2 separate regions of the Mus musculus genome follow, and region 1 is linked to region 2. The links are chromatin contacts, called in public Hi-C maps. All regions are on one chromosome and are shown on one strand. The core of a region is the stretch at or near the end of the contact, and the rest is flanking DNA. Distances in the headings are between cores, read along the strand shown.

Region 1 (4,574 bases), core at 558-3,057, 280 kb after region 2:
AGAAAAGACAGACAGACAGAAAGGAAATTAAAGGTTTAAAAAAAAAAAAGGTAAATAAAAAATTTCCCCTGGTCTGGAAACAGGCTCCACTGAAGCCATGTTAATCTCCGCCTCAGTAATTTGGTTCTCCAGGAGAAGACAGAAGCCCTGCTGCTGTGCCCTGCACTTCATAAATCACATCTTTATGTGGACAAGGTCAGGGCACCTAACAGCTCAGACATGGGCCTTTGCAGTGGCTCGAGGATTCGGGCGTGTTTACTCTCCCGCTCGGCTCTCGGAGGAGTCATCCAGCACGCTTCTAATTACTTTTGATTATTTTCATTTGCCGGGGTCAGTCTGGCTTGGCAGGACTGCAGGAGGGTTGACTTCCTACACATCTTGATGTCTTTGTAGGACAGCACTGTGCACATTCGGAAGGAGCGCCACGTTATTGTCCCTACAGTGTGAAGTCCTCCATAAGTCCATGATGCAAAGTTACCCCGAAGGCGCCTACTACCTTTAATTAACCACATAGCCACAATCCCTATCTGATTGCTTTTACCGATACAGCACCCAACTTTAACACCTGAGTATTTTTTAGGATGTCTGGAAAGAATGAAATCAATTTCTCTGCTTCGATTTTTAAACATATTTAGTAATGAATAGCAACTATTCTGAAACTAAGATGAAATACTTTGCTGAAACAACAGCTCAAGTGAATAAATTATTGTTCTCAAAGATTTATTTCCCAAACTTCAACTACAGCTGCCATATTTAAAATATTTTCCTTGGCTATTTTGATCTATTTCCTGAGCCATTATGCTGAGTGGCTGAAGTATCACAACAAAAAGGCTTCTTTTAAAGTTTCAGTGAACACCGTATGATAAATAAGCAGCTTAATAAAACACAGCAAAGTGGGAGGGGAGCACAGAATAGCATTCTTTTTCTCTTATCTGACTGTCTGATGCTTTCGATGTGAACACATTCAAAAGGAAAAAAAGAGACAAGCCAATATATACTCACAAGTCTAAGAAACAAAGAGTCACAAAACGCACAACGTACACCTGTGCCAATAGGATAAAGGGCATCTTTTATACCACTGAGGGCATTTTATAACTATCTTCAGTTTCTAGAGAAAACTAACCATGGTCATTCTCAAAATGCCAAATCTTCTCTTATGTCTATGCTGGAGCAGAACTAAGGCAGTTAATGTGTTTGGAACTCACCTCAACTCTGTACGAATTGCTTTTTTCTTTTTCATTATTTTATTCATTTTAATTAATTCAGCCTTTTCAAGACAGTGTTTAGCACAGTGTGCAATAACTCCAGGGTCGAAGTCCTCCCCAGGGTTTTAGAAACTTACTCAAAAGTGCTTTCAGCCTTCTAATCTGTGGAGAGAGTGAGTTGGAAGGCATGCACGCCTCGCCTCCACTCCTCTTGTGTACCTTTGGGTAAGTCACTTAACCTTTGAGTTGATTTCCATGCAAGTTTCATAATATCAGCATAATGAGAGTGTTGGGAAAATCCATTGGGTAATGTAAGCGTGAGGTGCTCTGACTCCGTGGGAACAGGTCAAAATAAGTAAGTTGCAATGTGTCTGTATACCAGACTCAAGTAAACACCCACGTATGCACAACACGGAAGCTAGTCCCGCCTGCAAGTGTGACTGTACTTTTTTAATCCTTTGTTCTGCTCCAACGTCAGTTGCCCTAATTCTTATCTTGACTTTGGGAGAGGAGAATTTTAACAATTCGTTTGGGTTTTTTTTGTTTCTCTCTCTCCTCGCTCTCTTGCTCTCTCTCTCTTTCTCTCTCTTTCACTCTCTCTCTCTCTCTCTCTCTCTCTCTCTCTCTCTCTCTCTCTCTCTCTCGCTCTCTCGCTCTCTCGCTCTCGCTCTGCTTCCCTGGAAGATGTCTGTCCATGTCTGGCATGCACCTGAGCTTCTCCATTCCCATTTACTGTGTCCTCTGCTAATCAGGCTAATCAGCAAGAGAGCCTTATAAACAAAGGTGAACAGGGACCCAAAGAGGTAAGCTCGAACAGGAGCGCGCATGCGTGCTCGCCCACACATCACACCCGCCCCTCAGGTCAGAAAAGGCATGCCTTACTTACAATGTCCTCTGGTAAACTTCACATGCCAGAAAAACGAGAATTAGGTAGGTATAATTTACCCCTTGTTGCCTAGGGTCTAAGCTGAAACAAGTACTAAAGAGGTATTTGCTGACCAGACGCGTGCTTGGTCTTAGTGAGCCTAAACTTGGATGCCTGGGACCATCCATCTGAATGACTGTAATGATCTGGTCACAGATCTTCAGCTTCTGCACACCCTTGACTCATTTCTTTGTTTTATATTGTCCAGATCTACTGCCCAACCTTCTGCAGGACCTTGTCATTGAAATGCAGACCTATCCCAGTGTGAGGGAATCGTATGAAGCACTAAACGTAAGTCGTAGAATCTTGCATGGGACACAGCATTTGGTCAATACAAAGTGACTACTATTGTTGATAGTGCTGATGTAATTATTGTCACTCTGCCTGGAATTCACTTTACCTTGGTGACCTCAGGTTAAATCTTATCTACCTCTCCCCCACCCCCTACTTCTTCCTTTTTGCCTACTGATTGGTATCAGCTGGGTCCAAAGCCTTTCTCCTTCACTGGGCTTCTCTCCTGGATTAAAGCCAGCTCCCGTAGCAGGTTTGCCCTTAAGAAGCACCATGATTTAGAAGATGGAGCCACTCACACGGCTACCTTCAGTTGGTGTCTTTTCACAGTAAACTACACTAAACTTGTACGTCTTTGTGAGAGTAACTATGATAAAACATGAGGACACATTTGAAAGAACGCCATCCTTGGCTGGTTGATATTGGCTGGTTGATGCTGCCCCCCCCCAGCCCCCTCCCCCAACCCAGAGGAATCAGTTGATACATATTGATACATAGCTCATTGTCTGTGGACTCGGCCACAAACATGTCTTCCATTTTTGTTGTTTTAGAGTAGAATCCTGGCCATTTTGCTACTTTCTCCCCCAAATTCATTTCTGTGTCAGCCTTTTCCCTGGGCTCAGTTTAGATTTTGCTGCAACTTATTTTAAATTTTTCCTTCTCCCTTTCCCCAAGTGGCCAGGCATTGGCTTTGTTAACCTGTTCGAGTTGATTTGCTCTCTCCCTCCTCCTTCCCCATGTGAATGGTCCTAGTGGAATTCTTATCATTACAAGTTTCTATGGCATTTTTAACAGTGAAAACTCATCTTTCTGAAATAACAAGGCTGTAATAATGTACTTTACCAAAAACAAAAAAAGCAAAAAATCGATAAATAAACAAACAAACAAACAAACAAAAAAAACCCACACTTTTCAAACTAAACTAAACTAAATAAAAATTACACTAGATCCTACTTTATTGGTGGAAAAAAAAAAAACTGATCCAAAATTCAATGTCCTCTACAACTTGACGTCAAGCTCAGCTTCCAGGCCCTTTCCCTTAGTTTCCTCCTATACCGATCTATAGCAGAGAAATGAGCACACAAGTGCATGCTCTTGACCCTTTAACTGGGTTCCTATGGCTCCTTCTCTTGCCTCTGATGGCCCAGTCACTCAGTGACTAGAGCCATAGATTGAGGAGATGAAGTGTTGGCTTTGTTTGTCATGCTCACCCAACATCTTCTAAGCTGCTTGTAACCTAGTCTATGGCAAGAACCATGCTGCACAACAGCACACCCTGCCTGGAGGATTATTCACAGGAGGTCCTTCTTAATAACAGACATCCTGGGGCTAATTGACATCAATATATCTGATTCTTGAAGCATCCCAGTGAAAATTATGTCGTAAATGCTTTGTGAAAATTAAAAATATAAGCCCTTTAGGTAAAATATGTTTGATCTTACTAGGCATCATGGAAGGTATTTAAACATACACAAACCCTCTTTCTCTTTCCACTGAAACACCTAGGGTAGGGGCCAGGTCTTACAAACAACTTATTTTGTATCTGTTTCAAAAAAAAGCATAAACATTTCTATGTATACTCTTCTATTTACTGACTCTACTCTTGAACAAAAAGAGTCATAAAGAAGCCAAAAAAAAAAAAAAACAAAAACAAACAAAAATAAAAACAAAAACAAAAAACCCAAAACCTTCCATCTTTATTCTAGAAACATCCAGAAGGTCTTTCACAAAGGAATTGCCATCAATAAATTCTGGCCAATTGATCCTTTACCTGTAAACTGTTAAAACAAGTTGTAGTTGAGTATAATGCTATGAGAACTTTCTGAAAGAATGAATAAAATCTCATTTCACAATTAAGTAACTCATTCCTATCATTTTCCATTAAAAGTCTTTCTGAAATGTAACTTTTACCATGAGCATGGTTTCACATGGTGCTTCTTGTCATTTAGTTTTCCTTAATAGGATTTGGCCTTATCTAGATGTATATTTCCCTAGGATAAAGAAAAGCTTCGGGACACTCTCCATCTACAGATGCCTGAATTAAATATGAAGAATTCCTCCTACTGAGTTTTTGACATTGGAGTCATGTATTGGCCTGCTTAGAGCCATCTAGTCACTGGACTAAGTGGACATTAAATCAGACGGCATACAAA
Region 2 (4,038 bases), core at 727-3,226:
AGTAGAACAGAACAGAGAAAGAGGGTGAGGAGGAAGAGGAATAGAAATGGTGAGTGTGTTCTTTCTCTACCTGAACAGGTGAGTTTCTGAGAATTGAGCTATTGACCAAGTGTACGATAGTGTCCCAGTGCCTTCCTGCCTGGGTTGCAGCTTAGTGATGCCTATGAAGGCAGAAGGGGTAGCCTGTGGCAATGCTTTCTGTTCAGACACAGGGCATATCAGCTTGAAGTTCTCCAGTTTTCACTCAACCCCATCCCATTTTACTTCTCAGTAGATGTTGCAGGTTTGGTAGCATACACTCAAAAAAATGGTTTTATTCTGTGGTTAGTTTGCAAAAGTACCTACTCAGAAACAGCTTCCCGACTACTGTGTGGAGAAAAAAAGCTATAAATTTTCAGTCTTTGAAAGTAATCCAAACTTTGATGAACTCAATAGCTTGGGGAATAAAAATTCAGGTCCAGGTAAGGACAGACAAAATAATAAGTCAAGATATTGGTATTTTCATCCCAATCAGCACTTTGACAGGGTATTGAAGAGTCCCAGTTAGGTGCATATTGGTGCAGTAGTTACCAGAGGGTGGCATGTGTTGCTTGTACCTTGGGGTATACACACACACAGTGTTTGGATCTTTAACTGACTGAGACTGCCTCTTCCTGTTAAATTGTACTCTCCAAAACTTCAAACCCCAAAATGCTTGTCTGTTTTGATATAACTCACTAGTGTCGCACTTATAATCTTTGGATTCACAACAACTTGCAGGGTGGCAGACTATTAAAAGAAGAAATATCCATAGCATTTCTGGGATATGTCATCTTTTGTTAAAAACATGTGACCACAAAGCATTGTGGGAAGAATTCTTCTGAGAGCTTGTTTGTTCTTTTTTGCAGGAAAATGATTTTTTTTCTTTCTAGAACAATTTCCAAAAAGGATTTGATTTGAAAAACCAATAGTTTTATGGAGACATCACGAGAAGCAATATTGAGTTATCAGGTTTCCAAGCTGATGACACGAAGTTCAACCCTTTCCAGATTGAAGTAGAAAAGTAAACCTATAACTATAACTGAAAACCATTAGGATGGATGTTATCTCTTATCAATACTCACAATTTATATTAAACTCTTAACTTTGAGTTTGCTTGATTTCTAAACTAGATTTCTTAGGGTTAAAAAATTACACATTTTAGTTTATAACTCTTTTTAATAGAAAATTATAGAAATAAAAGAGTTGGAATCAGTACACCAAGAACAATACTTTCTAAGCTTTTGAGTCTTTTTTATTTCCCCTCAACTGAAGATCCACGCTGCTTGAATTCAGTCCAACTAACATTTAATAAAACCGCAGTGAAACCCACAACATGAGATTTGAATTCTTATTCAGTGACCATATTTGGCCCAACATTGTGTTTTTCTCTCTAGAGCAAATTCTTTTCCTGTGTCTTCCACTTAGCAACCTTTTAACTTTATCTTATCTTTTCCTTTTCAAGTCTTGCAGGTGAACCTGTTGAAAAATAACTCACTAATTTGATTCGGTTGCCACAGACAGACTAAAATACTGTTCCAATTCCTTTTTGCCCCATAATCTTAAAACTTTGCTACTGAGAGCTAAGTAGTGAGCTCTCAAAGTGGAGCTCTTTATTCATGAAACTGTTAAACCATGACGAAGCTGGTCCCTATATATTGTATTAAACTCAATTAAGTAATGGAGTCTTCTGTAGTCAAGCCCACCTTCATCTTCCAGAGGAAGCTCAAGGCACTTTGCATGCTTTTCATAACATGCCAAATGTTTATTTCTTTGTGGTGCTAAAGGTAGCTTGCTTGATTTATGTCTTGCCCTAGTTAAGATGCCCGGGTCCTCAAGCCTTATTGCTTCTGAGTTAGAGGCTGAGGTCAACTTAACGATACTAATCTGTCTCCCTGTTTGCAAACAATGAATCACCATTTGGATGCTAAGACCACATAGCAAGCTTTGACTTGGCAGCTTGGTTCAAAGGTTGCAAGCAGAATGTATAAAAGTGGCCTGTGTCTGGAACTTCTGGTCACAGATGTCAAGGATTCCCTGACGAGGCCACCAATATTGGTGTGACTAATTGATGAAAAGTGGGTGTGGCTAAGACATGTTATTCTCATGCCCAGTTTGGACTGGATTGATTTGATCTAGACTTAATAATATTAAAAGCTCCTCTAGCCATTCCCAGGGCACAAATGAAAATGCTTTCCAGTTATTAAGGAAGAATGTGACTTATCCAGGACAATATGTAAGAAAGGAAGGAAGGATAAAAACAAGGCAGTTCATTTTAACCTCTTGGACCAAATGAGCTGTGGTACGGAAGAGATGGCGCTTCAAGGAGAGACATGATATTTTATTACTGATTAAATTAGAATTTGTCCCGGAGAACTGACAGTTCAAGTAGCTGGACTTAAAACAAGCGATTCATAAAAGTTAGAGGCCAACTTTTTGCAAGTATTTTGTTCTGATTCCTTAGGAGCGCAGACCAAATAGTGATTGAAATGCAGAAAACCCAGAGATTGGTTCCACTCGGAGATTTTCCCAAATAACCTTAGTGCCTGTCACAGAGTAAGTACTGACCTAGAATTTACAAAGCTAGTGCATGTGCCAGTGGTGGGTGCTTTTGAGTGACTATTTATATAAGGATGCTAAAAAAAAAATTCAGTTTCACTAGACAGAGACTAAAAACAATTCTATACTTTAAATCGACAAAATCCCAATTACTTTCTTATGGATATTTGACTTTATTGCATCAAAAATTTCAACTTTACTAACAATGCCATTTATTCATGTGTGTGTATGTGTGTGTGTGTGTGTGTGTGTGTATGTAGAAGGTTGTACTTACAATGAATGTGAAGACCAGAGACTGAAATTTGAATGTCTTTCTCAGGTTCTTCTTTATCTCGGGTCTTGATTCAGTGTCTATAACTGAACAATGAATTTGCCATTTCATCTTGATTAACTAGACTCCAGAAATCTGTTTATTTCCTTCCCCCAAGTGTTGAGATTCCAGGTACACACTGCCACAGCCAGTTTTTTGTTGTAACAAGGGTGTTGGATCCAAACTTGGATCCTCATATTTGTGGAGCAAGCACTGTATCCACAGGGATTCTCCCCATTATTTCTTGCATTTCCTAACTATAATATATTCATTTTTTCACCGTTGCTTCTTATTTATCTGCAGTGATAAAAGGGGAGGGGGTGGTGGTAAGCCTAGCTAAGAAATATCGACTTCTGATGTAAGAATGTAGACTGGTCAAGGAATGTTTCTGTGATCCAAGGAAGGGTGTGTCTGTCGGACTGTGGGTTGTGACATTGTGGCATGACTAAAAACAACTTCTTGATCTCTCTTTCCTGCTGGGAAAGATGATAGAGAGTCCCATGAAAAGGAAATGGAGAACTTGATTATTTACATTTGCGGTTTGATTAAATCTCTGTGATTGATGAACTGAAAGGTAGCACTAGGAGCCTTCCAGTAAGCAGAAGGCTCCTTGTCATTTCTCAACATTACCTAATATATTTGTATCCTTGATCTGTGCTCTTGACACATAACACTACATGAAATTTTATATGTTGGATTCATAACATGCAGTTGTCTGTGAAGATGTTTACTGGAATCCACGCAATTGTTGAACAATGGCTCTACAGATGACATCTCTCTGTCATCAAGGATGGCCAAAAAGACCCGGATGCTTCTCACTTCAATGTACCTGTCAATAACCCAGCTTCAGGAGCACTATAGGAGTGGAATATTTTTTTTTTTAAATCCTACATCTTACATGCTTACAATATTTTTTAAAACCAAAATCACTTTTTCTTCCTTGAAAATTTGAGTGTCACAGTCAACATTTGACTAGCATACTTATGCTAATTTGTAGGAAGAGTAAAATCATCCATGGGCAACAAAAAAGAAGCTGTATAGTGGCCATTAAGATTAAAAGTTGTGTTGGAATACCATTCATTGACAGTTATGTAGATTTGAAGGAATCTTTTTCTAAAAGATCTTGAAATTTGGATAACCAAAATTAGCAC

Evidence for each region. Hi-C and Micro-C count contacts between places; a contact is called where the count stands out from the background.
Region 1: a contact with region 2 is called in a Hi-C map of uterus, with 2.8 times the contacts expected there. The contact joins the promoter of Mecomos here to the enhancer-like site in region 2. A contact is called at or near these places in 7 of 39 promoter capture datasets (the 3T3-L1 cell line, 3T3-L1-derived adipocytes, cancer-associated fibroblasts and 3 more), 2 of 15 datasets of contacts at CTCF or cohesin (both in the NIH/3T3 cell line), 16 of 484 Hi-C or Micro-C datasets (the 3T3-L1 cell line, the AML12 cell line, the C2C12 cell line and 9 more), 4 of 115 datasets of contacts at active chromatin or transcription factors (the NIH/3T3 cell line, embryonic limb bud, forebrain and 1 more) and 4 of 9 other capture datasets (adipose tissue, embryonic stem cells, liver and 1 more).

What each region holds. Positions count from the first base shown.
Region 1 is chr3:30,018,133-30,022,706 of GRCm38.p6, forward strand. Mecomos (a long non-coding RNA gene) reads left to right here and starts at 1,808. Exons shown (of 3, transcript XR_003954597.1): 1 at 1,808-2,008; 2 at 2,339-2,421; 3 at 4,417-4,574. All of the region lies in intron 2 of Mecom (MDS1 and EVI1 complex locus), which reads right to left.
Region 2 is chr3:29,742,440-29,746,477 of GRCm38.p6, forward strand. No RefSeq gene overlaps it. Among named protein-coding and RNA genes, the nearest start is that of Gm42197, 48 kb to the left of the region's middle. Within about 2 kb of position 1,977, at least 4 of the 459 cell types and tissues checked have an H3K27ac peak or open chromatin away from gene starts, as enhancers often do. A contact at or near this core is called in uterus, where this site is marked.